Regions from separate parts of the Mus musculus genome. Here region 2 is linked to region 1. Evidence: chromatin contacts called from public HiCAR-type data. All regions are on one chromosome and are shown on one strand. The core of a region is the stretch at or near the end of the contact, and the rest is flanking DNA. Distances in the headings are between cores, read along the strand shown.

Region 1 (7,462 bases), core at 3,127-5,626:
TTCCAGCACCCACATGGCAGCTCACAGGCATCTACAACTCTAGTCCCAGGGGATCCCGCACTCTCTTCTGGCTTCCACAGAAAATGAGCTGTCCATTCTCTTTAGTATGGTGGCCTGGGGCTAGAAAGGATGGATATGTGATGGTAAAGAAGGGAGAGGGCACCAAGCAAACTAAACCACAGCAATCAAAGCCGATTCTCTCGAAGGTCCCTGACGGGGCTCTGATTTCTCCATCACACCGCAGCTCAGACACTGAAGAGGATGGCTGAGGGTAGATCAGTGCTTTCAGTGTCCATAGGAGACACGCACAGTAGGAGGGTCAGCGCACAGTTCTCTGCCTCCTGGGCATCCCATCAGCTGCCAGAAGCGCACTAGACTGACTTAATGAGCGGCAGGAGAACGCTTTCGATACCATGCCCAGCTCCGTCTGAGGGCAGCGATGGGCTCACATCACAAACACGGAAATGTGGATCCTTCTCGTCCTTCCAACTCAACGAGAAAGCATCCTAAGTCAGATCTCTACAAGGCCCGGCAGTGACGCCTGTGGGGTGCCGGAGAAGACACATCAGTTAGTGCAGGAGTGAGAAGAGAAACAAACACTGCTCGGAGAAGATGGAACAGGAGAGCTCAACGGGACTGTGAGAGCAGAGGGACAGGGCATGCATCCTGGGGCCTCCTTCCCTGGGCCTTCTACCACTGCTGCAGGAAGGAGGAGACCATCCAAGACGCAGAACCTTCCAAGATCTCCGTGACAGGAGCTGTGGTAAGATATTACCCAGCTCAAGTTCCCAGAAAACCAGCCTCCTGCTCAGCAAACCTCCCGCATCCCTCACGGCCCCTCACCCCCCGCACCGCACCCTCACGGTCCTCACCCCTGCACGGCACCCCTCATGGTCCCTCACCCCCGCACGGCACCCCTCACGGTCCCCACCCCCACACGGCACCCCTCACGGTCCCCCCACACACACAGCACCCCTCACGGTTCTCACCCCGGCACGGCACCCCTCACGGTCCCCCCCCCCACACACAGCACCCCTCACGGTCCTCACCCCCGCACGGCACCCCTCATGGTCCCTCACCCCCACACGGCACCCCTCACGGTCCCCCCACACACACAGCACCCCTCACGGTCCTCACCCCTGCACGGCACCCCTCATGGTCCCTCACCCCCGCACGGCACTCTACATGGTTGCCCCAAGCTCAGTTAAATATGACGGGTCTCTGGTTTAAGCCAGAGAACAATCTCCTGGAAAACTTGGAGAAACAGATTCTAAAGCAGGGCCTAAGACTCTCGAAGGAGAAATGCCAGGATGAAAGAACCAAGCCAGACGGTTTCAAAGCCCCTCACTGGACTCTGATGCGTGGCCAGATTTGAAGGTCAGTGGTGCCTTCTCCAGGAAAGGAGAAAGCAGCCCTTGCAGATGTGTGAGAGTCGTCATACCAATCCCTACCACTGACTGCCAACCACCTAGGGTCCTGGTCCTGAGCGTGAACTTGAGAGCGTCTGGGACTCCTCATAACCTACAGTGACGTCATCATTCCCTTTCACAGACAGAGAATCTCATCTTAGAAGCATCAAGCAGTCACCCGAGATTGCATAGAGAGGCGCTCTTTAGTATGGTCTGGATTCAAACCCAGAGCCCTCTGCTTCTTTTCCATGTGCCATTTTTTTTTTTTTATTGCACTCACTATCACAATAACAGCCAAATCCACAATCCACTCGGCTCCCGGGGTCAGGCCGCTTCCTGTACATGCAGGTCTCTGCGCCCTTTACCAGGCCCGGGGATGAGGTCATTCTAGCCAAGTCAGTTTTCTATGTCTGTGGCTCACAAGCTGACAAAACATCTGTGGGGACCAGAGCCGGAATCAGGCTCTATGGCCGTGTTGGCTCAAACTGCTTGGACACAACACAGTCTAAAAAGCCTCCTGCTTGGGGGCAAAGTTTTGAAGGAAGCCATTGGCGGGGGGACCCACGCCCACAGTAGGATGCCAGGGATAAATAAATGTATACAGATGTGGCCAGGCAGGGTGGGAGCAGGGAGATAAAGCAGAGTTGGCTCGGTGGGGACAGATGAGCTAACTTCCTCCATCAGCTCCTCCTGGTTCCCTTCTCCTTAGAAACTTCAAAGACAACAGAGCGCCAGAGTGACCTCAAAGGCTCCCAGACCTCTGTGTATGAAGGATGGAGTAGGCAGCAGGAAGGACTTCCACCAAGTTGTCCCTTTCAGGTTCACCGAGGCGTTACGGAAGAGGTGAAGCAGGATATATGTATTATTCAGGGTGGACGCAGACGAAGATGTCTTAGAGGACTCACACCTAGCCAGGCAGTGGTGGTGCGGGTCTTTAATCCCAGTGCTCAGGCGGCAGAGGCAAGAGGATCTCTGAGATCTGATCTACAGGAGTATACAAAGAGACCTGGTCTCATAAAACATACAGACACACAGACACACAGACACACAGACACACACACACACACACACACACACACACACACACACACCCCTTAGACATGGTTGCCTCCAGTAAACCAGCTACAGGACCTTGTTCCACTCCTGCAGTCAGAGCTCCTAAGGTGTAGTCTCCAGCAAGTTTCAAACACGCCATACGCTGTGTTGAGTTACAACTGCCGTGCAGTACACCAGGTCTTCAGAATGTATTTATCTTACAGCCACAGGTTTGTAACCTTTGGCCAATCTTTCGTCCCCAACACCCTGAGCCCTGAAACCTACTCTTCTACTTCGTGTCCACAAGTTTGATATTCCTCTGTGCCACACATGAGAGAATATGCAGGACTTACTTCCCAGTAAGTGGCATACTTTTACCTAGCAGTGACCTCTGGGTTTGTCCCTATTGTCATAAATGGCAGGATGTCCTTACTGATGCTGAATAATACTCCGTGCCCTAAACCTACCACACTGCCTTTATCCGTCAACACTTGGGTGTTTCTACAGGGTCGTGCAGATGCCTCTTGGAAGCAGTGGTTTTCATCTCGTATGTCTGCATACCCAGAAGTGTGATTGCTGGATTCTGTGGCAAGCCTAGTTTAAGCTTCTGAAGGAAATACCACTCTGCCTTCCATCATGGCTCTGCTGGGTCCATCCCCATCAACACTACTGAAAGGCTTCCAGAGCTCTGAATCTTAACCAACACCTGCTTTTTGCTAACAGCATCCCAACAGGTGTGAGGTGGAAATCCACCACAATTTTAATTTGCATTTTCCTGATGATCAGTGTGACTAAAAAAAAAAATCTCTTCAGATATCTGTTAGTTATTTCTTTATTTTATTTGGGAAATGTCTTTTCCGGTTCTTTGCCCTTTTATCTGTCTGTCTGTCTGTCTGTCTGTCTGTCTACTGACTCTATCTATCTATCTATCTATCTATCTATCTATCTATCTATCATCTATCCGATTGAATCCATTTTGTTTCTGTATGTGGTAGGCACAGCTAGAGCATGAAGCCTCTGAAATGGAGACTCTGGTTTGGTTTTGACAACATGGGCAGTGAACCCCTGATAGAAAGATTTGGCGAGCACAGTCTTCTTCTAGGGGCCATGTAGCTCTAAGATTTTTCCCTTTTTAATTTTCATTTTAAAAGATTTATTTGTATTTCTGTGCATGAGTATTTGGTTTGCATGTATGTTTGTGCACTACATGCATGCAGTGCCTGTGAAGGCCAGAAGAGGGCAGTGGATCCCCTGGAACCGGAATTATAAACTGTTGTCAGCCTCTGTGTGGATGCTAGGAATCAAACCTAGGTCCCCTGGAAGAACGGCTGGTGTTCTCAACTGCCGAGCCATGTCTCCAGCCCGTGGATTTTCCCGTTTTAAAATTATTTTCTCTTGTTTTAGTCCTTGTTGGTGGGCTTTATAGATTTCTTGCATCATTTTATGATAATTCCTTATTGCATATACAGTGGGCAAATATTTTCTCCCATCCTGAGTTGCCCTTCATCTGGTTGGTTGTTTCTTTTCTGCGTAGAGCATTTGGTTTGATGTGGTATGGTTTGTAGCTTTTGGTATCACAACCAAAAACTCCTGGAGGAGGCGCCTCTCGTCAGGACAGAAGAAAGCCCTGCACAGTCTCACCTCCACAATCTCTCTAGCATCCCTCAGAGCACAAGACAGACATTCAAGTATGCAGGCGTTTGAGCAGACACCAAGTGCTCTCGGGGAGCTCCACTCAATACTTTCCAGATAGAAGACCCTCTGCAGGCCCACAGGGAGGTTGGTTGCTGGGGCAGCAGAGCCCTGTGCAGTTTCTCGGTCATGGCCGCCTTCCCAGAAATCCGGCACATGCTACATTAGCATTGAGCCACCTCCTGAACCTGCCCTTGTGAGACCACAGCCTGTCAGCAGCACTGGCCAAGCCTGGGCACAAAACCAAAATGTGCACATGGCATCTGCATCTGCTGGGCTGTGCTGGCAAGGTCTCCCGGCCAATCAGTGGGGTCTGGCTAGGGATCCAGGGAACGCTGGAGAGCGGCTGTGCCCCAGCAGGGCTTGCTGGCTTTACCCAGGCTCTCCTCCTTTGCTCAAGCATCTTAGCCAGGATCCGGTCTTTCAACGCTTCGTTGAAGAAAGAACCTGACATTTGTCCTCAGGTGACTTGAGACCCAGTCTCACTTCCTACCACTGCAGGGGTGTTGTGTACAACTTTAAAGCCTAGAAGTGTCAGGTCTGTATATGCTGGAAGCCAACTCTAAACAACAGTGAGGAAATGTTTCTTAGAAGCTGTATGTAGCTCGGGCGTCGGCCCTCCGCCAGACTACGCTGTTCCATCTGAGTCTCCAGCTCAAGGAAAACCGCCTGTCCTTGCTGCATAACTAAGAGCCTGTCCAGCCTCCGGGTCTCACCTGCTCCTCATCAGGAGCCGTCAGTGATTCCCTACAGGCATACATGGAAACCATCACATCTGGCATCCTTGAGACAGGCTTCCCAGCACCTTGATTCTACCCCAAACCTCTCCCAGTTTCCTTGGAATAATTGATAAACAATGTCTCTTTGCTTGCAGCCCATTTCAGAAAGAATACAATTGTTTCCAATTGATGTATTTTTAATCAGCTGTCAATCAGAAAATGCCACAGTTATTCATTCGCTTTCTGTCAGTGGAGACTCGGAGCAGAAGGGAACTGCATCTTGGAAAGTATGCTTTGCACGGCATCTTCTCTGGCTGCTCAGCGTTACTGTCAAACATCTGTGTCAGAGACAACTACGCCAGGCAGCAGTAGAACTGGGCAGGAAGAAACTGCAGCATCTGAGGGCTCAGAAGTGCATAACTGAATCTCCAAGCTAAAGCACAATTCCCAAACTGCAATGAGCCAGAAGGGACTGGGAGTTGGAAAGGATGAAGAATACAAAGACCAGCATGAGAAAGACTTGAAGAGACTTCCTGGGGGAGTGGCAGTGGGCAGAAGGAAGGGAGCACCTAAGTTGATCCTAATCAGTGTAGGATGACCTGTTGGACCGATAGGCAGGGGTGGACATGACAAAGGAGAGTGTTGGGCACCTCCTTTGCCAGACTTCTTCAAGCTCCTCCCATCCCTCAGCTGGCCGGGAAGCATTAATCACGCAGCATTGATAGCAGGAGTAGAGGCTATCTATGTATGCAACCGCCTCCTGAATCTTTTATCTCTCTGAGCTCCTCCACACCACTCTGTGCCTAATCCCTTTGCCTCGATTCCAGATGCTACATTTCCCAGATAGCTTCCACCTCTGACCTAGCCCAAGGGAAGAGGGTTGTGGTCCAGCATCATGGCTTGGGGTAGGATGGTGGTAGCCTCGGAAGGGCTGCCGACGTATTCATAATCACTTTCCAAGAAAAAACAACCTATCCTCGAATGGCTCTGATACTCTGTGGTTTCTTGGAAATTAGATTACAGCGGCTTCTCCAAGCTTCAGCCCATCGCATCCTACAGTTGTGATGTTCATTAACGTGTCAGTTCCACTGTCACCGAGGCAGCCAAGCCCTTGGGCTGTTAACGCTGGGTATAATTGCACACTATAAAATGGGCCCACTGTGGAGTACAGGTCCAAAGACTTGGATAAATATGTGTAGTCTTGTCATAACTACCACAATCAAGATAGAAAAGAAAATGTCACCTAAGAGATTCCCCCATCTTCCTTTGACCTCTGGCCCACCCCATCCTGGCAGCCACTCACGTCTTCATCACTGTCTTTTCGTATACACGGAATCTGCCATAAGTGCTCCTTTCACCTCTCAATGCTTTTAAGATCCATATCAAGTTCTTAAAGAAGATGGAAAGCAACAGAATGTGAAGGAAATGGTCATTGAGTCTTCAGGCCACCAAAGGGACCTGGAGGAGGAAAATGAGAACACACCAGTGTTTTCTGCAGCCTTTGCTGCTGCTACACTGTAAGAGCTGCCGCTACAGTGTAAGAGCTGTGTCTACACTGTAAAACAGGTTGGTAACTTAGCTACAAAAAGACACTGACTGAGCAGAGCAGCATAGAGTAATTAAAACAGCATGGACGTCCTTCTGCTGATGACCTTGGATGATCTGTTTTTCTGGGTTTATGTTCCTCCCCTCTGTTAGATGAGGGCCACACTCAGCTCCACACACAGTCTGGGTACCATGGCTTCCTCCCCTCTGTTAGATGAGGGCCACACTCAGCTCCACGCACAGTCTGGGTCTCACACACCGTCTGGGTACCATGGTTCTACCCATTGACTTTTATTGGCTGTCAGGAAAGACACACTCCTTTATCATTCTGTGTTCCCTAGAGATTCATAGTTGGATGTACGGGTGGGGCTGGTGACAGTCACTTCTGTTTCCACCTGGGATGGTGTCACCTGAGGGTATAACCAGCCCTGTCTCAGGAGTCTAGACAAAGACAGCAGCATCGTGCCCTCTGAGCATGTTGATCCTACGCTGCTGCCATCTGTCCCTGAACCATTACATGACCAATAAAGTCCCTTAACTTGCTTCATAAAAAAACAATACATGAGCAACCAAGTCAGAGGTATGGTATGAGGTGCTGGAAGAGTCATGAAATAACAACTGTATTGGAGCCATGTAAGTGACAGACGGGCAGGACGGTCAACATTCACCTCTTTAAGTCTCTAGAAACATGATTTGCAGCCCCGTTCAAGACTCATCTAGAACTTGTGGGCTCCCCCCTCCTCCCAAACAGTTGGGAAAACAGGTGTGCACCCCCACCCCCAACCTCCCTACCTGCATTCTTCTCCCATGTCAGAGATGAGGCCCAGGGCTTTGCAAATGACAAGCCGGCAAGAGATGTTATATACTTAATACATATAACTCTTAAGCTAAGGGCACGCACACATGACATATAGTCCCCGTGTACTAACCAAACGTCTAAGATTCATTGCCAACAGTTTAGGCTTTCTTAAAACCTCACCCCAACTTCCCAACATTCACATAATGTTAACAAGAAGTATAAATCAGAACCATTACTTATAAAAGGATTAAAAGATCATCTCC
Region 2 (7,538 bases), core at 327-2,826, 650 kb before region 1:
CATAACCCCCCTCTCTCCTTTTTCCTCCTGCCTCCTTATTCTATTTTATTTTGAGACAGATTCTCATATAGACCAGGGTGGCCTTGAACTTGTTATGTAGCCAAGGCCAACCTTGAACTCCAGACTCTCCTGGCTCCACTACCCTGCTGCCAGGATTCTAAGCCTCCTAGTGGCCACCTTCCTAACTGCGTCGCTGGATCTATGGCTGTGAAGGAGCAGTGTTTTGATTCCACAAGGTGTTCCTTAAGCATGTTTATCCTTTCTTTCCCCCACTGTCAGTCGGTGCCAGCTTTGCCACCTCCTCTGCATGGTTCCCATTGCTCTGAGCTCCAGCTCTTTGAGGACTCCGAGCAGGCAGCATCTCACTCGAATGTACGGACATCTTCCATGTTTGACCCTAGACTTCAGGCTTTCTGGTTTAGAGACTATGTGATGTGTGCCCATCACAAATCACATCGTGTACAACACGACAGGCCACTTACACATTAAGGTGTAAGGTGAGGTACCCCGGACGTGATTTCTCAAAAGAAGTGTTTAGCACGTCTTTGCCATAACAAATGAGGCTCATTGTTGCGCTCTTGGCATTCAGGAGTAGTTCATTTTGGTCCTCTCCAAACTGCTTTGGGTTTGCGCTAAGAAGCCCTGGCCCGGCTCTACCTCGGTAGCAATACTGCTTTTGTCCAGAAGATGGCGAGCAAAGCCAACAGGAAGGAACAAAGTTTATTAGCGCCTGGCGTGAGAGAGCAGTTAGCTCTTCTCATAAAAGAGACAGGGATGGAAAAACGATTTGCCAAGGTTTATAAAAATGCACTGAGGATAAGGACTGGCCTCGAAGGCAGGGTTTCTGGCTGACCTCTATGAAAGTCAGTAGTTTAGAAAGGGCAGCTGAAGTAGAAAGATCACAGCAGCTTGTGACTGGGTCGTTCTTCAAGAGCCTGCTTTAATACCTTCAGCAACTTCTCTCTAAAGCAGAAACAGCCGGGGAGTATGAGCAGGCCAGGGCACCATCCTCCTCTGAGACGCTCACTGGCTTTGGAAATCAGTCCTAATTTCGTGCTCCTTGGTTAACTCTCTAGTCTACCGGAAGCTTCCAGGGGCTTCATGGTCATGTTTGCACGGGTCTTTAAACTGAACAGAGGTTGGGAAAGACATACTGATTTGAGCTGACTAGAAAGAGGTAATAGATCGATGGGGGAGGTTCCAGTCGGGTGGGAATTTGCCAAATAGCATTTTTTAAAAAGAAGCTGAGGAGGCCAGCCAAAGCTCTAGCTTCAAAGTCAGAGTAATACAAAGTAAGGTCAGCCAGGGCAAGGGTGTGACCCTGGGAAGGGGTAAAATACCTCCCCGAGTTTTACAGAGACAGATTTCTAAAACTATAGCCACCTCCCCCCAGCCCCCATTTTCTTGTGACCTAAATCCTCCCCTGAAGCGGAGCTGGGCTCTAGGCCAGGGTGTCAGTCACGGACAAAGGCGTCCTGTTTCGAAGGTCTGGCCACTGTGTTTGCCTGTAGGGGCCAACAAACGCTGTAGGCCTCCCCCAGCCGATAACATAGAAATCCGCAGAGTTCCTCCCAGGACACTCGCAACACTGCCCCCTCAGGTTTCTCCAGCACGGTGACAGAGCTGTGTCCATAAGGCCGCTTGATTCTGGTTGATTGTATGGTGGCTGCTAGGTTGTTCTTCCTCCAGCTGACTCCATTCTGGCTCTGTTTGTTTTTCCTAGCTGACTGGAAAGCCTTTTTCTCAGGGTTTTTTTGGACCAAGAGTGAATGACATCCCAATGTGGCCTGTCCTCTTTCTCTCTCTCTGCCTATTTTATCCTCTTGCTTCCCAGAACTTTGGTACATCTCTGCCTTTGTCATTGAAGCTGAAGTGGCAGAGGACATTGCCGGGCTGGGGACCCATTGCTGAGCACAAGAGGGAAGATGGACCGTTCAGCTTAGTAGGAAGTTTCTGCTCCTGTGGAATAGAGATGCTGACATCTGCCCGTGATCTGGTCACAGAGAATGCAGAGACAGCACAAATGGCAAATGGGTGTACATTGAGGGAAGGGTGTACATTGAGGGAAGGGTGAGAGAATGGGGTGAATGAGTGTATGTCAGGTGGGAAGAGGGGGGACAGAGGCACAATGACGGGCGTCTGTGAGACATCTCCAGGTGTCAGGAGGCGCAGCCTTCCGCTTACACGAGAGCTGCATGTGTACATTTGGGCGAGCACTGTGAGGAGCGGTATCAGGAGCCGCTGTGAGAGTGGTGACAGAGCTCCGGCCATTGCCCTTGAGGGAGCAACTACTTGGCTGTGTGGAAATAAGCATTAGGAGAATTAATGTGGCTTAAAGTAGAGAGGAATGGAAAAATCCAGGGGGAAGGGAACCGTGAGTTCTGGGCTACAGTGGATGATAGGGAGACTAAGAAGGTACCAGGGGACAGATGTCAACCACATCCTGCAGGAAAAAAAAAATGACACAGGGCCCTGAGAGATGAGGAGGACTATGGATTGAGGAAGACATAGAGGGTCATGCCTGTGTGTGGGTGTTGTCTAGGAAGTCACAGCCTGCTGTGGCCAGAAGGCTCGGCTCTTAGGTGACCACAGAGGGACCTTATTCATGTGGTTACTGGTGTAAGGAGGGAAGTGGAGCCCATAGGCAGATGCGACCTTCTGTGGCTTCCTCTCACACTCTGGGCTCTTGTTCCTTCAGTAGTTACCCCTTAGCCTGACTGCACCCTTGGCTCAGCCTCAGTTGCCAACCTGCTTAGCTCTGATCACAGCCTGGGACACAGCTCTCTTGGCTACACTTCGAGGAAGGCAGGTGTTCTGTCCCTCAGTGCCAGGGCTCAGCTGTTTTGAAGGTGGGAAGGGAATGTGGCCCTGTTTGGAAGGCTCTGTTTAGGAAGTGAGACCAGGAGCTTTGTCAGAGAAGGGGAGATGGGTGGGGTGGGGTGGGGGAGAATTTTCTGGAAGTTTCTTCTAGTCTGGGCTCTTTGAGGCAGCTGCTTATATGATGGATGGCGACATTTATTTACTGCAGTTTTCTAGGGGTCACAGATCCCAAACAGATGTCCAATGCCCTGCAGGGAACACTGGTGGCATTGTGAGGGGGACATTTTTATTCTAAGTGAGTCACAGAGGCAGGGGAAGACAATGAGTCAACTGGGAACTGGCAGGAGATAGGTGTAAGGGCCATGGAGGAGTCGGGGGCGGGGTAAAATCAGCCCAGCCTGGCGCTCACTAGGACTTCCTCTCTGCCGCTCTCGTTTGTCAGCTGTGTGGTGAGGTCTCTGCACTGCAGCTTCTCCAAGCTCCTTTAGTGTGGTGTTGGCCGTCCACCTTCTATTTATGCTGGGTCCTCAGCCTGGTGTGGAGTTCAGGCATCAGATCGGGGAGGGGCCATAAAGACTGTCCTCTCAGGACAGGGCAGTCCCAGAGCTGACAAATTTGAATGTGTGAATAGGATTCTGGACTTCTAGTCTAGCCTCGAGTTCTTTTCTAGCTCTTATCAAGTTAAGAAAAGGCTTTGAAAAGAGTATCCAAGGCAAACATTTCAAATATTATAAAAAGCAATGGAATCCTTCTCTTAAAGGATATTTTATATGGAACGGAGAGAAGGCAGATAAAACACATCTGTCTGGGTAGCAGGTTTAGAGTATACGCAGCAGACTTGATGCCTGCCCGACTCCCAGGCTCCTCCACAGAGCCTCTGAGCAGGGTAGTCCACACCCAAGGGCCAGATGAGCTAAAGGCAGGCGTAGAGACTCTAGATTCCACGTTCCTATGGAAAGTCCTCTAGAAGCGAGAGCCAGGGAAGTCTCCCGTGTCTGCTACAAGACTGGTTGAAGACAGCAAACATGTGTCCATCAAACATCACAGCATGGCCACTATGGAAGGACCCTCTCTGCACCACCAGACATTTCTTTCAGCACTTAATATTAGCAAAAGCTCACACTGTTGTTTCTCAACTCTTTGTTCTAGAACGTCAAGGCTAGACTTTCCTCTCTGCTTTTCCAGATTGAGTTGCTGATCACAGACTGGCACTTCCCTCGCAGGTCAAGGTTCCTCTGCGTGTCTCCCTGCCCCTAGGATGCTGGACTGAAGGTGAAGTCTGAAGGCGGATAGACGGGAAGCCCTCTACGTGCTGGCTCTTTCAGGAGTACTCGCATTTCTGGGTGTGGATGTCTCTAGAACAGGGACCCAGTGCCAGCCCTTGTTCTATGAGTATCATGGCATAACAGTGGTTCTTGGTGTCCCTTTGATTCTGGGGCTGCACATTTGACAACATTCACTGTCATTTCCATTACAGCCAGGATGGCAGGTTTGTTTGGATCTGATGGTCATTTCTGATGGCCCAGCCTACCACACCCATCGCTAATCTGTAAATACCTAACTCTACAGGACAATGTAAAGGCCACAAGCACTCGTGTTCCTGACCCAGGTCAGCTTCCTCAGGAAGTAGGATGCTTGGATTGTCCTTCCGTTCCTTACGGAAGAGACTTCGGTTTCAGAACTTCGGTCCCCATGCCCATGACAGTGATAACCTCACTCCCCCATCACTATTGGGGCTCTTGAGCATCTGCATGGCTCCTGCCCCTCTCAATGACTAACGTCTATTTCAGGATTTGGAATCCATCCTCCCCGTATTACAGTCTCCTCACAGTTGCCATGGGGAGCAATAGCAGAAGTTCCCTGCCATGACAAAGTCATGGCTGCAGTCGAGGCATGTGGAAATGAGACAAGGTCCCGGGTGGGGTGCTTCACGTGCGAGGAAGGACAGAGCACCTCAGCTTTGCAGTAGGAGATGTGTCTAGGCAGACGGGCAGTAGCAACCTTTAACAGCATGGCCCTTCAAGAAGACTGCATAGACTCGAGACTGCTGATGTGGAATATGGAAGGGTGGCAGCTAGGGCTGAGACAACTTCATAGGGTCTCTACAAAGGGCCTGGCACTGCTGCTCAAGGGAAGTTACACACACATACACACACACACACACACACACACACACAAATATATGTATATATGCATACATATATATTTATATGTGCGTTTCGATATATAAAAATTATATTTATCTATATAATAATTTATATGTATATTTATATAATATTTATATATTGTATATAATATAAATTATATAATATAAACTATAATATAAATATGTAAATTATATAATATAACATAATATAATATAAATATATTTGTATATAATATGTTATATATTTAACATATGTATTGAAATATATAATATATACTTCTTTCATACAATATACTCTGATTATGCTTTTCCCTTACCCAGCTCCTTGCATATCCTCCCTGGCTTTCCAACTCTACACCCTTTCTCTCTGTTACTGTAGAAAATGAACAAGAACAAAAAACAGCAAATAACATTCTCTTGTGTCTCTCTGTCTCTTTCTTTCTCACATACATACACATACACATGCACACACACACATACACATAGACATACATCTCTCATACATACACACACACACACACACATGCACACACACACATACACATAGACATACATCTCTCATACACACACACACACACACACACACACACACACCATATACAAACACTAAACAAGAAACAATAATACACAAGTAAGAAACCAGTAAGACTTAAATGCCCAAACAAAGCACTATGAGACAAAAGTCTGTAAAAACACCACTGAGTTAATTCCGTGCCAGCCATTGAGTTCTGGGCAGTAGACCTACCATGCAGTGTGGCTAATATGCCTATTGAGACTGAATTGGAGAAAATTAATTTTTTTTAAAAAACAGATGACAATTGCAGAAAGCTTCTTGGTTAGGGTGGGGGCTATGTCCACTTCCTCCAGTGGTGATTTATATTTCTTCATAGATAGCACGCAGATCTCTTCACAGCTAGCGAGCTCTCTGACTGAAGGATAGCACTTTGACAGGGCAAAGGAACAAGTTGAGAAACAGAGTTTTCCCACAGCATGGTAGGACGGTAGCCATGGTAACCGTGGGTAACCGTGGCTGAGAAAATAGCAATGAGAATGGATTGTGAGTGTTCCTGACGCCAAGAAATAGTGCATTCTCAACTCCCCTGACCTGACCATTGCATGTGATATACAATATAGGTAGATGCTGTATACATGCTATACTCTATTTCCAAAATAGGTACAGTTGCTATATGAAATGAAAGAAGCAAGAGATTGTAGGGAGCTTTGCTGGTCGTTCAGGTAAGTGTTGGCTAAGGGAGCCAAGGGAGCCAGGCCATCCAACAGGTGCCGAGTATCATGGAAGGAGTGACCTAGGGCCTGGGCCAGGTGGACCAATGGTGCTCACTCCAGAAAAGGAGTGGATTTGGTCGTACTGAATCTGAGGTTACCTGGCAACTAGCTGGTTAATTAGTCTGGGACTTGAGGTCCCTTTGAAAATGTATACTTAAGAGTTGCTCTAGACTTTAAACGGAAGTCAACACCGTGGGGATGCGAGGCGGAGAGGAGCAAGGTTTTAGTGAGGAGGTTGGGTGGAGTGTGGAGATGGAGGGAGGAGGGAGACAGAAGAGAAGTTTTGGGAAGGTACAGCAATCAACAGTGTCAGAAAGGCGAGGCCTGGAAAGCTCTCTCTGGTAAAGGGTCAACTAGCTTTGCTTAAATATATTGAATGCCTATGATAAGCCAAATGCTGTTCCTAGACCAGACACCAGAGGATAATTCATCCTAGTGACAAAAGATAGCCAAAAAAGAATCTACATAACAAATTAGCTCTCGAGGAGCACCTCAGATGGTGGCACAAGCAATGCGTGAAGAAAAAAAGATGCTGACCGTATCAACAGGGAGATGAGAGCATTAGGCAGAGGATTGCAGCTTTAAATGTGTTGGCTGTCAAGTTCCAAGTGAACAAAGGCTTAAAAGTAGTTAAAAAAAGAAGTAGTTAAAAGCTAACTGCTGGCAAGGGGCTGGTGGGGGTAGAGGGCGAGGCTACAGGGGTGAGGCTATGGTGGGGGTATGTACAAGACGCTCTGTAACATCGGGAAGGAAGCCAGTGTGGCTAGAGTAGAAGAGGAGGAGCCAGAAGGAGGTAAAGTCCAGGAGAAAGAGGTAGGGTGGAAGCAATTCTGCTATGCCCTGGTTGATGGCATTAGCGTTGACGATGGTGGCTGTCACTACTGCTGCTGCTGGAAGGGGTTTGATTTAGAGAGTCCCCAGAATGCTTTGAGCCAGGATAACATAGTCTAGCTTATGCTTTGAACACTCTGGCTACTGCATTCCTAACAACCACTAGACCAGCAATAGTTACTGCTGTGGTGATTGGCGCTAAAGATGTGGGTGCCTTCGATCAAGGTTATAACCACTGACAGTCAGATGAGATAAAAGTTTAGGTATTTTTTGGAGGCAGAGTCATAACATCCCGGTTGGCAGATGGTATATGAGATGAGAAATGGATCAGCCTGAACTTGTTAGTGTGAGCCTCTGGGAGATGGCACTGCCCTCAAACTAGGTAATAAAGACTGTGGCTGAAGTTTGGGTTTGCTGCATGTGGTGGCACCTTTAATACCAGAACTCAGGAAGC

Evidence for each region. HiCAR-type assays count read pairs that join an accessible place to other places.
Region 2: a contact with region 1 is called in a HiCAR-type map of astrocytes, with 2.8 times the contacts expected there. The contact joins two enhancer-like sites. A contact is called at or near these places in 7 of 39 promoter capture datasets (the 3T3-L1 cell line, embryonic stem cells, hippocampal neurons and 2 more), 3 of 115 datasets of contacts at active chromatin or transcription factors (astrocytes, bone marrow-derived macrophages and stem cell-derived neural progenitor cells) and 3 of 9 other capture datasets (adipose tissue, embryonic stem cells and liver).

The regions. Positions count from the first base shown.
Region 1 is chr17:86,251,390-86,258,851 of GRCm38.p6, reverse strand. All of the region lies in intron 1 of Prkce (protein kinase C, epsilon), which reads right to left. Among named protein-coding and RNA genes, the nearest start is that of Gm52296, 12 kb to the right of the region's middle. Within about 2 kb of position 4,376, at least 54 of the 459 cell types and tissues checked have an H3K27ac peak or open chromatin away from gene starts, as enhancers often do. A contact at or near this core is called in astrocytes and hippocampal neurons, where this site is marked.
Region 2 is chr17:86,899,474-86,907,011 of GRCm38.p6, reverse strand. No RefSeq gene overlaps it. Among named protein-coding and RNA genes, the nearest start is that of Tmem247, 14 kb to the left of the region's middle. Within about 2 kb of position 1,576, at least 151 of the 459 cell types and tissues checked have an H3K27ac peak or open chromatin away from gene starts, as enhancers often do. A contact at or near this core is called in astrocytes and hippocampal neurons, where this site is marked.